Linked DNA regions of Callithrix jacchus: region 1 is linked to region 2. The links are chromatin contacts, called in public Hi-C maps. All regions are on one chromosome and are shown on one strand. The core of a region is the stretch at or near the end of the contact, and the rest is flanking DNA. Distances in the headings are between cores, read along the strand shown. Region 1 holds the start of LEMD3 (LEM domain containing 3). Region 2 overlaps LEMD3 (LEM domain containing 3).

Region 1 (5,398 bases), core at 1,118-3,617, 47 kb before region 2:
TGCTTACCTTTATAATATTGACTAACATTTGTTGAGTGCACACTGTGTGTTAGGTATGGTGCTAGGCATTATGCAGATACAGTCTAATTTACTCCTTAAAACAGCCTTCTGAGGAAGTTTTATCACCCCTCTTCTGTTTGTACAGAAACTAAAGTTTGAAAGCATGAATTAACTTGCCCAAAGTCACAGGCAGAAGTATAAATGATTCAACAGTCTCTATAGGAGGTCATTTAAAGGTTCATAAACCTCTATGTTCATGACCTCTAGGTTCACTGACTGCTATGATTCCTATCAGAGAAGCCAGTATGGTATAAAGCAAATGTTGAACCAAGAATGAAAGTAAGAGACAGGGCTGGGTCCACATCTAGTTTCATTTAACTCCAAACCTCACAGCTTAACCACTCTGCTACATGGAGACACAAGTCCGCTAAGTTTATAATAATTTTAGTCCCCACCCAGATAATTACGGCAATAAAGTCTGGGTCATCATCATAGCCACTATAATTTACTTTGCAAAATTCTCTTATAAGTGCATAACAGTAATAGATTCAAGAACATTTGTAAATCTTAAAGGCTCAACGATTAAAGGACAAGTGACTGTCCTCCACATAAAAGCTTTTTTTCTTTTGAGAAGATGGCAAGCTTTTGCTAGGAAAAGTAAAAAATTAGGGTTAGTATTATTCTGCTGTTTGATTCTGGATATAGAAAAGCTAGTATCTGTGCTTTTTTTTTTTTTTTCGAGAAGGAATCTCACTCTTGTTGCCTAGGCTAGAGTGCAGTGGCGCAATCTCAGCTCAGCTCATAGCAACCTCCACTTTCCTGGGTTCAAGAGATTCTCCTGCCTCAGCCTCACGAGTAGTTGGGATTACAGGTGCCTGCCACCACACCTGGCTATCTTTTTTTTTTTTTTTTTTTTTTTTTTTGTATTTTTAGTAGAGACAGGGTTTCACCACGTTGGCCAGGCCGGTCTTAAACTCCTGACCTTGTGATCCACCTACCCCTGCCTCCCAAAGTGCTGCGATTACTGGCACGAGCCACCGCACCCAGCCTGATCTATGCTTTTGGCTAACATTTTTTCTGTACGGGGTGTAATGTAATAGGTAAAATAACTCATTCAACAGAAAAAACATTATTGTAGCATTTTGTAGCTAATAGGATTGAAGAACTAAAGAATTGTCTGTCTGCCAAGGTTTGGGGAAATGGGAAAATAGGAAGAGAGCTTTACCACACTGGGCACATTTCAACTCTCTGGGATTCGTTTCCTATTCCGTAAATGGAAGAGTTGGGTTTCCAGGTCTTTTTTTTTTTTTTTTTTTTGACTTTGTGTGAAGGTTTCTCCACCTCACTTGGCACTGGTCTCATTTCAAAATATTCATCTCATACTATCCTCTCTTTGCAATTCTTTAATTCATTCAACAAATATTTATTGAGCTTCTACAAGTATCATGAATAACAGAAGCAAGGTTCCTCCACACATGGAACTTATTATAGTCTAAAAGGATAGGAAAATAAATAATTTTGAAAATAAACAAATACAAATATTTATTAATAAATAATAACTATGGTTGGAAAGGTGCTAAGAAGTAAGTAAATAGGGTCATGTGTTATGTCTTCGAGTCTTAAAATGAAGCAGATAAGCTCTTTCACTTTCAAAAATGCTGACGTAGTAAAGTCATTAGGTTTCAAAAAAGGAAAAAGAAAGATAATGTCTTCCAATTAACTGATGAACGAACAGCCATTACTCTAGAATAAAATTGTATTGTGATTGATGTACTCTGTATTTTCTCGGAATAGGAGAGGAAACGCTTCTCAAAAAGAGCAGCGAGAGAAAGTCACTTAATTTTTGTTTTTTTATTTTTGTAAGTCAAGCGAAAGACGAACTGAAAATAGACAACCTGAAGTCAGACGGGAAAGCTGCCAATCTAGTCTGGCCAGCAGAATTTCGTTCAGTCGGTCTAGGCTCCCTCGGCAGTGGGAATCCAGATGTAAAGAAAACTTATGCCATGAACTTCAAGGTAGATTTCAATTATTACTGCCCAGTGGCAGGAACCTAGGATGGAGAGGTCAAGGTGTGGTTTAGTAAGAGACAGCTCCCGGGAATGGCACTTGGAAGGGCAGGGTGGAGAACAGCCGGAGACGGGACGGAGAGGAGGGGGAGAATGCGCCGACACCTCAAGGTGAGAGAGTAGACACAGTCTCTGCCGTGGGAGCCGCTCACTGCTCAGGTGGCTCTTTCCCGCTCAGGTGAGCTCCTCCCGCGTCTCCGATTGGCCGAGACACCCACGGCGCTGAGAGGGCGACGCAGCGCGGTCTAGTTCAGGGTCTAGGGCGGCGCGTCACTTCCGGTAGCGCGGAGCTTGTAAAACACCCTGGAGAGAAAATGGCGGCGGCAGCGGCTTCGGCGCCTCAGCAGCTCTCAGATGAGGAGCTTTTCTCTCAGCTCCGCCGTTACGGCCTGTCTCCTGGACCAGTGACGGAGAGCACCCGCCCAGTCTACCTCAAGAAGCTGAAGAAGCTTCGAGAGGAAGAGCAGCAGCAGCACCGGTCGGGGGGCCGCGGCAACAAGACGCGGAACAGTAATAACAATAACACGGCAGCCGCCACGGTCGCAGCCGCGGGATCAGCGGCGGCAGCGGCCGCGGGGATGGGGGTCCGGCCGGTCTCGGGCGACCTCTCCTACTTACGGACCCCTGGGGGCCTGTGCCGAATCTCGGCCTCTGGCCCGGAAAGCCTCCTGGGAGGGCCCGGGGGCTCCTCCGCCGCCCCCGCGGCTGGCAGCAAAGTGCTGCTGGGCTTCAGCTCGGACGAGTCGGACGTGGAGGCCAGTCCCCAAGACCAGGCCGGCGGCGGCGGGAGGAAAGACCGGGCTTCGCTCCAGTACCGCGGGCTCAAAGCGCCACCGGCGTCCCTGGCCGCCAGCGAGGTGACTAACAGCAACTCGGCCGAGCGAAGGAAGCCCCACTCGTGGTGGGGGGCCAGGAGGCCGGCGGGCCCCGAGCTGCAGACTGCGGCGGGGAAAGATGGAGCAGTGGAGGACGAGGAAGGGGAGGGAGAGGACGGTGAAGAGAGGGACCCGGAGGCCGAGGAGCCGCTCTGGGCCAGCCGGACAGTGAATGGCAGCCGGCTTGTCCCCTACAGCTGCCGGGAAAACTATTCGGACTCAGAGGAAGAGGACGACGACGACGTGGCCTCCACCAGACAGGTATTAAAGGACGACTCCCTTTCCCGGCATCGGCCCAGACGGACCCATAGTAAGCCTCTCTCCCCGCTGACTGTTAAATCGGCCGGCGGCAGGCTGGAGACTTCAGCTCAGGGAGGGGGAGGACTCGCGATGAATGACAGGGCGGCGGCTGCCGGGAGTCTAGACGGGAGCCGAAACCTCGAAGAGGCGGCGGCCGCGGAGCAGGGAGGAGGGTGTGATCAAGTGGACTCCAGCCCAGTTCCTAGATATCGTGTTAATGCTAAAAAACTGACCCCTCTCCTGCCCCCGCCACTTACTGACCTGGACTCAACCTTGGATTCGTCAACAGGCTCCCTTCTGAAAACCAATAATCATATTGGCGGTGGGGCCTTCAATGTGGACTCCCCCAGGATTTATTCTAACAGTCTCCCTCCCAGTGCGGCGGTGGCTGCCTCTGGTTCACTCAGGATCAATCACGCCAATCATACGGGCTCCAATCATACCTACCTGAAAAACACATACAACAAACCGAAGCTTTCTGAACCAGAAGAGGAACTTCTCCAGCAATTTAAACGGGAGGAGGTGTCCCCAACAGGGAGTTTCAGTGCCCACTACTTGTCGATGTTTCTCTTAACCGCTGCCTGCTTATTTTTCCTAATACTGGGACTGACTTACCTAGGAATGAGAGGAACAGGAGTGTCTGAGGATGGAGAACTCAGCAGTAAGTATTAAATCCTGTGGGTAAGGCAACAAAGGGAATGTTGTTAGTGGTCCGCTTTAGCCGCTCTTAGCATTTTACGTGAAGTGACTTACCTGCAAGAACGTGGTTTAACCCCAGCAGTGAGTGTGTGTGTCATCTTTCATTAAAAAAGAGCACCATTATCGAAATGATATCATATGGCTGGTTTTAAAAGTTTTCTGCATGATGTGTTGTGAAATTCAAAACAATTTATAAAAGAATATTATAAACTTGTTACTAAAACTTATTTGTATATGTGACTTAATTTTCTTTTATGCCTAAATAATTGCGCAGATGCCAATTACTCAACAGATTTGAAGTATTAGGATAAGACACACCATAAATGTAGTGTTTTTTCAAATTGAGTTGTGATTCTAATAGGCAGTGTACTGGCTCTTGACATTTGAATGAAATATTTTGTAGTATTAACTGTATGCATAAGTTCGGATTAAATATTTTGTAGTATTAACTGTATGTATAATTTCTTTATAATGAATGAATACAAAACAGCAGCAAGGCACACCTCTTAATTGATTTCCCAGCCCAAAGCAATTTTCCTATCATCTGTAAAAAAAAAATAGTGGTGGTAGGACAGTGCGCGAACTTGCAGTCAGATTTCCTTGGACTGGTTTCCAGGTCCTGCTGTTTACTTGCTAAAAATGACTGTAGGCAGCTGTGTTCACTGTAGAAATCAAAGTATCTCTGCTCTTAAACACAAAAAGAAGATGAATACAGACTGTTTTGTGTTCTGTGAAGTAAATAAGGATGAGTAATTGACGTACACAATTTTATTTTATTTTTTTCCTTTTTTAAAAAAAATTTACCACACTACACTGATGTAGGTGTACACTACTTTAGATTGAACGGAGGAGGTACTATATGAGGTGAGACCTGAAGCAGGAGGCAATCTTGTGGAGAGACAGGAGACCATTCTGGGCCGAGATTGTAAGAGGAAAGGCCTTGAGTTGAGCAAGAGCCTTCTTCTAAGTTATTGTGGTTAAGCATCTGGAGTGAAGGGGAGAGAGTAAGAGTTAAAGCTTCTGAATTTTTCTAATCTATAAAATGATGCCACTTTGACTAGAATGATGTTTGTGAAGACTAAAAGAGAAAGTAAATTAGTACAAAATGGACTTCTGAATACATAATTTCTCAATGTTAGGTCCCTCCCTGCATTTCCCTTGAAGGTTTCCTGCTCTTTTCACCCAAGTTGAATTCACTGTATTATGATTTGTATTTATAAAATTGGCTTATTAGTTTTATTTCAAAATAAAGTGAAAGATGCAGTTAGCCAACTCAGATAAAGAGTAGGAGTCAAATTAGTGTAAGGTTTGATTTAGATACAGCCAATTCCAAGACAGTCAAGTAGCTGATTATTACTCTATTGCTTAATTTAAGGGGTTACAAGAGGAATGAAATTCAGCTCTTAAATTTATTTCCCAGAAGCATGAGTGTATTGTGTCCTGCCCCAAGTATTTGGG
Region 2 (4,790 bases), core at 1,462-3,961:
TCCATATTGGAATGCCTATTTGACCATTCAAAGGACTTAGAAAGGAAGCATATCCTTCAGACTATTTCTTTTGTTTTAAAGAGTGCTATAATACTAATTTTAACCTAAATTTTACTTATATAAAGATATTTTTCACTTACCCATCATTGCAGGGATGTCGGAGATGATGATGTTTAAGCTTGTAATTAGTTGTTTATTTATTATAGGAACTGTTATATAGACCTGTATAGAAAACATTATTTGTTGTACTGAAGGATGTGTAATAATGTGTAATCACATCCATAGAATATTACTTTCTATTGTTAAAGTGGAACTCTGAAATGATTAGTAATATTCTGTTGTGGTGATATTTGTTTAAAACAAAGTTGACTTATTCAGTTGCATTATTAAGTATAACACTGCTACAGTGTCATAATTTAAATTTGGTATATATGTATGTATATATATATCCTGAACATTGGAAATAGAAGACTGTTTTCTTCTGCTTAATTTTTCCCATGGAGGAAACTGAAGTTCTGAACTTCTGAATAATAGTAATAATTATAATTAAGATAATGGTTGTTTACTTATATTAAATGTTCATTCTGTACAAGGCCCCATGCCAAGTTGTATTAGTCTGTTCTTACGCTGCTAATAAAGACATACCAAGATTGGGTAAAGGAAAGAGGTTTAACTGACTCACAGTTCCACATGACTGGGGAGGCCTCACAATCATGGCAGAAGGTGAAAGTCATGTCTTACATGGTGGCAGACAAAAGAGCATATGCAGGGCAGCTCCCCTTTATAAAACCATCAGCTCTCATGAGACTTATTGACTATCCCTTCATGGGAGTAGCATGGAGGAAAAAAAACCCACCTCATGATTCAGTTACCTCCCATGACATGTGAGGTTTATTAAATTCAAGATTTGGGTGGGGACACAGAGCCAAACCGTACCACAAGTGTTAAAATTCATTATAATTTAATCAAAGGCATAATACAGACAGTTGAAAATATCCTTGAAGAGAAAATTGGCTGAGGATTGAAGAGGGAAATATTTAATGGTGACAATATATGAGAAAATTGGATAGAGTCACCTTATAGATTTTTTTCCCTCCAAAATGAAAAACAATAATCTGGGCCTTACTAAAACACAGAATTAGAAAGTTGCTAATTCAAATAATAAAATTGCCTTTATTTAATGAAAGATTATTTGAAAGCTTATTTTATGTATTTACTTGTGAAACTCTAACTAATTTGCAGAATGCTTAGGGAAGCCCATAGTTAGATATTAAGCTGCAATATTAGGAGACAATCTGAAAAGCAGTCAAAATGGAAGAAGGGTATAATCAAACTGTAAACCAGTAAGTAATCGTAAAAGTTGATTTACATACTTCTCAGATTTACTGCTAGTTTAGTGTACTGGTACTAAAGATAATTGAACCAAAACCTTTCTATTTCTTTCTCAAAGTGTATTCATTCACTTAACAACATATATCATCATGCCACTGCACCCTACTACAGCCTGGGTGACAGAGCAAGACTGTAAATATAGATAGATAGATAGATAGATAGATAGATAGATAAAGTAAATAGTATATATCATAAATACCTACTTAGATTATAATTTAGTCAGCCATTTAGGTAGCAGTTGAGGCCCTTCTGGTATATAGATGGTCATTTAAATTCTGTTTCTTCTTCTTTTTTTTTTTTGAGACAAGGTCTCATTTCATCACCCAGGCTGGAGTGCAGTGGCGTGATCACGAGTCACTGCGGCCTCAACCTCCTGGGCTCAAGTGATCCTCACCTCAGTCTCCCAAGGAACTGGGACTACAGGTGTGCACCACCACACTTGGCTGATTTTTGTATTTTTTGTGGAGACAAGGTTTTGCCACATTGCCCAGGCTGGTCTTAAATTCCTGAGCTCAAGCAGTCCTCCTGCCTCAGCTTCCCAAAGTGTTGGGATTACAGGTGTGGGCCCCCTTACCCGATCTTAAATAAATTTTCATTGGAAAGATAATTCTTGTAAAAATCTATAGTTGAGCTTTCTGAGTTCTTAAGTTATTTGTATGAGAATGTGACAATATGAACGTCATCCAGTATGAGATCAGTTCTATCTGGTTAAGTTTTGTTAATTCTACTTAACTAGTCCAGTGTTTAATATCTGTGAGTCAAAAACTGAAGTTTATTTCTAGGTCCCTCTTAAGTTTATTAAAGATGTAATCACAGAGGACAGATGCCAAATGTTTAAATTTTGAAAGGGAAGTGAGGAAGAGCATGATAGGACATATAAAACAAAAAGGAAATCAGTCTCTTATCCAGATTAGAGGAAAGAAACACAAAACTTTCAGTTGCTTTAATCCCAAAGCTTAACTAGATTCACCTTGGTTTTATGTGTCACATCCATAAACTACACTATTAATGGAACACCTACTCATCCTGTTATGTTGAAGATATTTATTACAAATGATTTCATGGTTTAATGTATCACAAATGCTTAGGCTTTAGAAACCTGAGTTTCAGACCCTGCTTTTACTTTTTGATGTCTGATTTTTGCAGTTTGAATTTTTGATTTTATGTGAAGATAAGGACTGGCTTGATTCAGAATCTGATTGAGATAAAGTTGAAGCAAAAATGTATATATAGGAAGGCAAGTAGTAAACTGAAGGAATAACTAACTTATCTCAGTCAACCATCTGACATAAAACTAGGGACTCTGGTGTTAGGATCTTGGCGCTTTTGCTGAGTTTTCTTCTTAGTGTCACTGGTTAAAGCTGCAGTGACCAAAGCATGCCACCCATAGTGTGCAAACTTGTTCTCTTCTGTCCCTGAACATACAGCACAAAATAAATGGATGAGGTTGCATGTTATTAGACGTATAAAGTGTTACTTTTCTAGCCTTTTATATCTTGCTTCAATTTGCTCCATGATCCTATTCATCCAGTAATTCTGTTTTGTTGGAAACTTGAGGAAGAAAAAAAATAATAAAGATGGAGCCCCCTGATGAATCATGAATTTATTTTAGATAGTATGATAAGTTATTACCCCCTCCGCAGCCTACCCTCCTCCATCATTTATATTGATCCTTCTTGATTGTAATTGCTCTTAAATTGGAGGTCTTGTTGCTTTAGACTATTTGGCAGGTGCTTAGGGTATACCATTTCAATACTTCTCTATGTTAACTCTTTTCATACAATTATTTCTGCTTCCAGGCCAGCCTCTACATTCTGGTTTGGGTAGTATTTCTGATGCACAAGTCTATTTAACTCTGCTGCTAAATTTTCAGAATGAAGTCAAACTCTCTGTTTTGCTATCCAGGGTTGTCTGGTAGTTAACTACTTTTCTAATAGTTTGCTGAATCAAACTAGGCTACTGGTTATGTAAGAAATATAACCAATGCTTTCATGCCTTCGTGCCCTTGCTCAGGGTCTTCCTTTTGCCTAGAATGCTGATCTGTTACTTTTTCCTTTGAAATTGGACTCAAATATTCTGTTCCATAAATTCTCTTCCCTCCTCCTTCTCCTTCTGTATTTACAGAAGGAGGAAGGAAGAGAATCTTCTATATTATTCTGCAGTTGTTATATAACATTTACTATGTTTTTTGCCCTTGAGAACAGGAACCATCTTGTTCACTGGGTCTGTCACTTGGATGAGAGAACAGTTCTTAACTCCTAGTAGATGTTTATTGAATGTTTGTTTCATTTAAATGGTTCATATGTTTATACAGGGGCACCTTGGGAACCCAGGAGAGAACTGAATATCAGTCAGCGTGCCAAAACTCATTCCCTTAGTTTTATGTGGTTGAGTCAGATTAAAACAAAACATGAAGGGCAGCCTTGATGAAGAAAACAGTCTCATATGAACAATTTACATAAGCATGCATTGTATAGAGGGGGATTGGGAACTTTTCTTTGGTGGTTGATGGAGTTTATTGTCTGTGAGACCTTTTTTTTACCACTAACCTTATGCCAATTTTTAAATCATTCTCCAGAAAGTGAAATATTTAGAGTGGTAATTTAGAGTCTTAGATTAAGGTTTCTTAAAAATATGGTACCCATTATTTAAATATGAATTTGTCTTTCAGATAATGTAGCTTCTGTGATTTTTAATTTACTGGTTTTTTGAATAAGAATTATTTGGTGTATTTTTTTTCTTGGAATTGGGTATTTCATAATCACTTCTTTTAATTTTAGGAAAGTGAAAAAAATCTTATGATGAACACATTATATAAGCTTCATGATCGATTGGCACAGCTTGCAGGTAATAGTTTTATAGTCACTAAAATGTTTTTAAAAAAATTATTTGTATATGTTGCATGTCATTAGCAGAAATATTTTTTCAAATCCAATGTTATATTTGTGGAATATTTTTCTTTAGAAGTTTTTCTTGCCTATACAGAGTGATTTTTTATTTTTATATATGTATTTATATATGTGTATTTAATCAAGGCTTTTTTTCTCTGTATTAGAGGTAATATATGTATATTATATGTTATATATTTAAAGTTGATCAAATTTCTTTATTGCATTAATAGTAACCAAAAATCCTGAGGTTTAGGGAATTAGGGAAGCAATGAATTAACTAAAATCTTGGATTAAATATACAAATATGGGTTTTCTTTTGTTGGTTATGTAGGTATCATTCCCTTGGATAAAGTAAATTTGTTCTTCTGCAATTTTCCTTCCTGATTCATTGCATTTTCCTCATATTCTGCTCTTAGTAATTCTTTGAGAGCTCTAAGGTAATCAACTTGTCTGAAATTGGAATAATTTATTATAGATGAATTGGTATCAAGTTTAGCACATATAAAT

What was found. Hi-C and Micro-C count contacts between places; a contact is called where the count stands out from the background.
Region 1: a Hi-C map of skeletal muscle shows a contact between it and region 2, with 2.3 times the contacts expected there. The contact joins the promoter of LEMD3 here to the enhancer-like site in region 2. A contact is called at or near these places in 2 of 3 Hi-C or Micro-C datasets (both in skeletal muscle).

Annotation. Positions count from the first base shown.
Region 1 is chr9:54,092,085-54,097,482 of calJac240_pri, reverse strand. It overlaps LEMD3 (LEM domain containing 3), which reads left to right and starts at 2,367. Exons shown (of 14, transcript XM_054238317.2): 1 at 2,367-3,902. The coding sequence starts at 2,381. It overlaps LOC144577592 (a long non-coding RNA gene), which reads right to left and starts at 2,335. Exons shown (of 2, transcript XR_013521774.1): 1 at 2,172-2,335; 2 at 1,841-2,050.
Region 2 is chr9:54,045,827-54,050,616 of calJac240_pri, reverse strand. It overlaps LEMD3 (LEM domain containing 3), which reads left to right. Exons shown (of 14, transcript XM_054238317.2): 4 at 4,173-4,239. Among named protein-coding and RNA genes, the nearest start is that of LEMD3, 47 kb to the left of the region's middle. Within about 2 kb of position 2,711, at least 1 of the 16 cell types and tissues checked has an H3K27ac peak or open chromatin away from gene starts, as enhancers often do. A contact at or near this core is called in skeletal muscle, where this site is marked.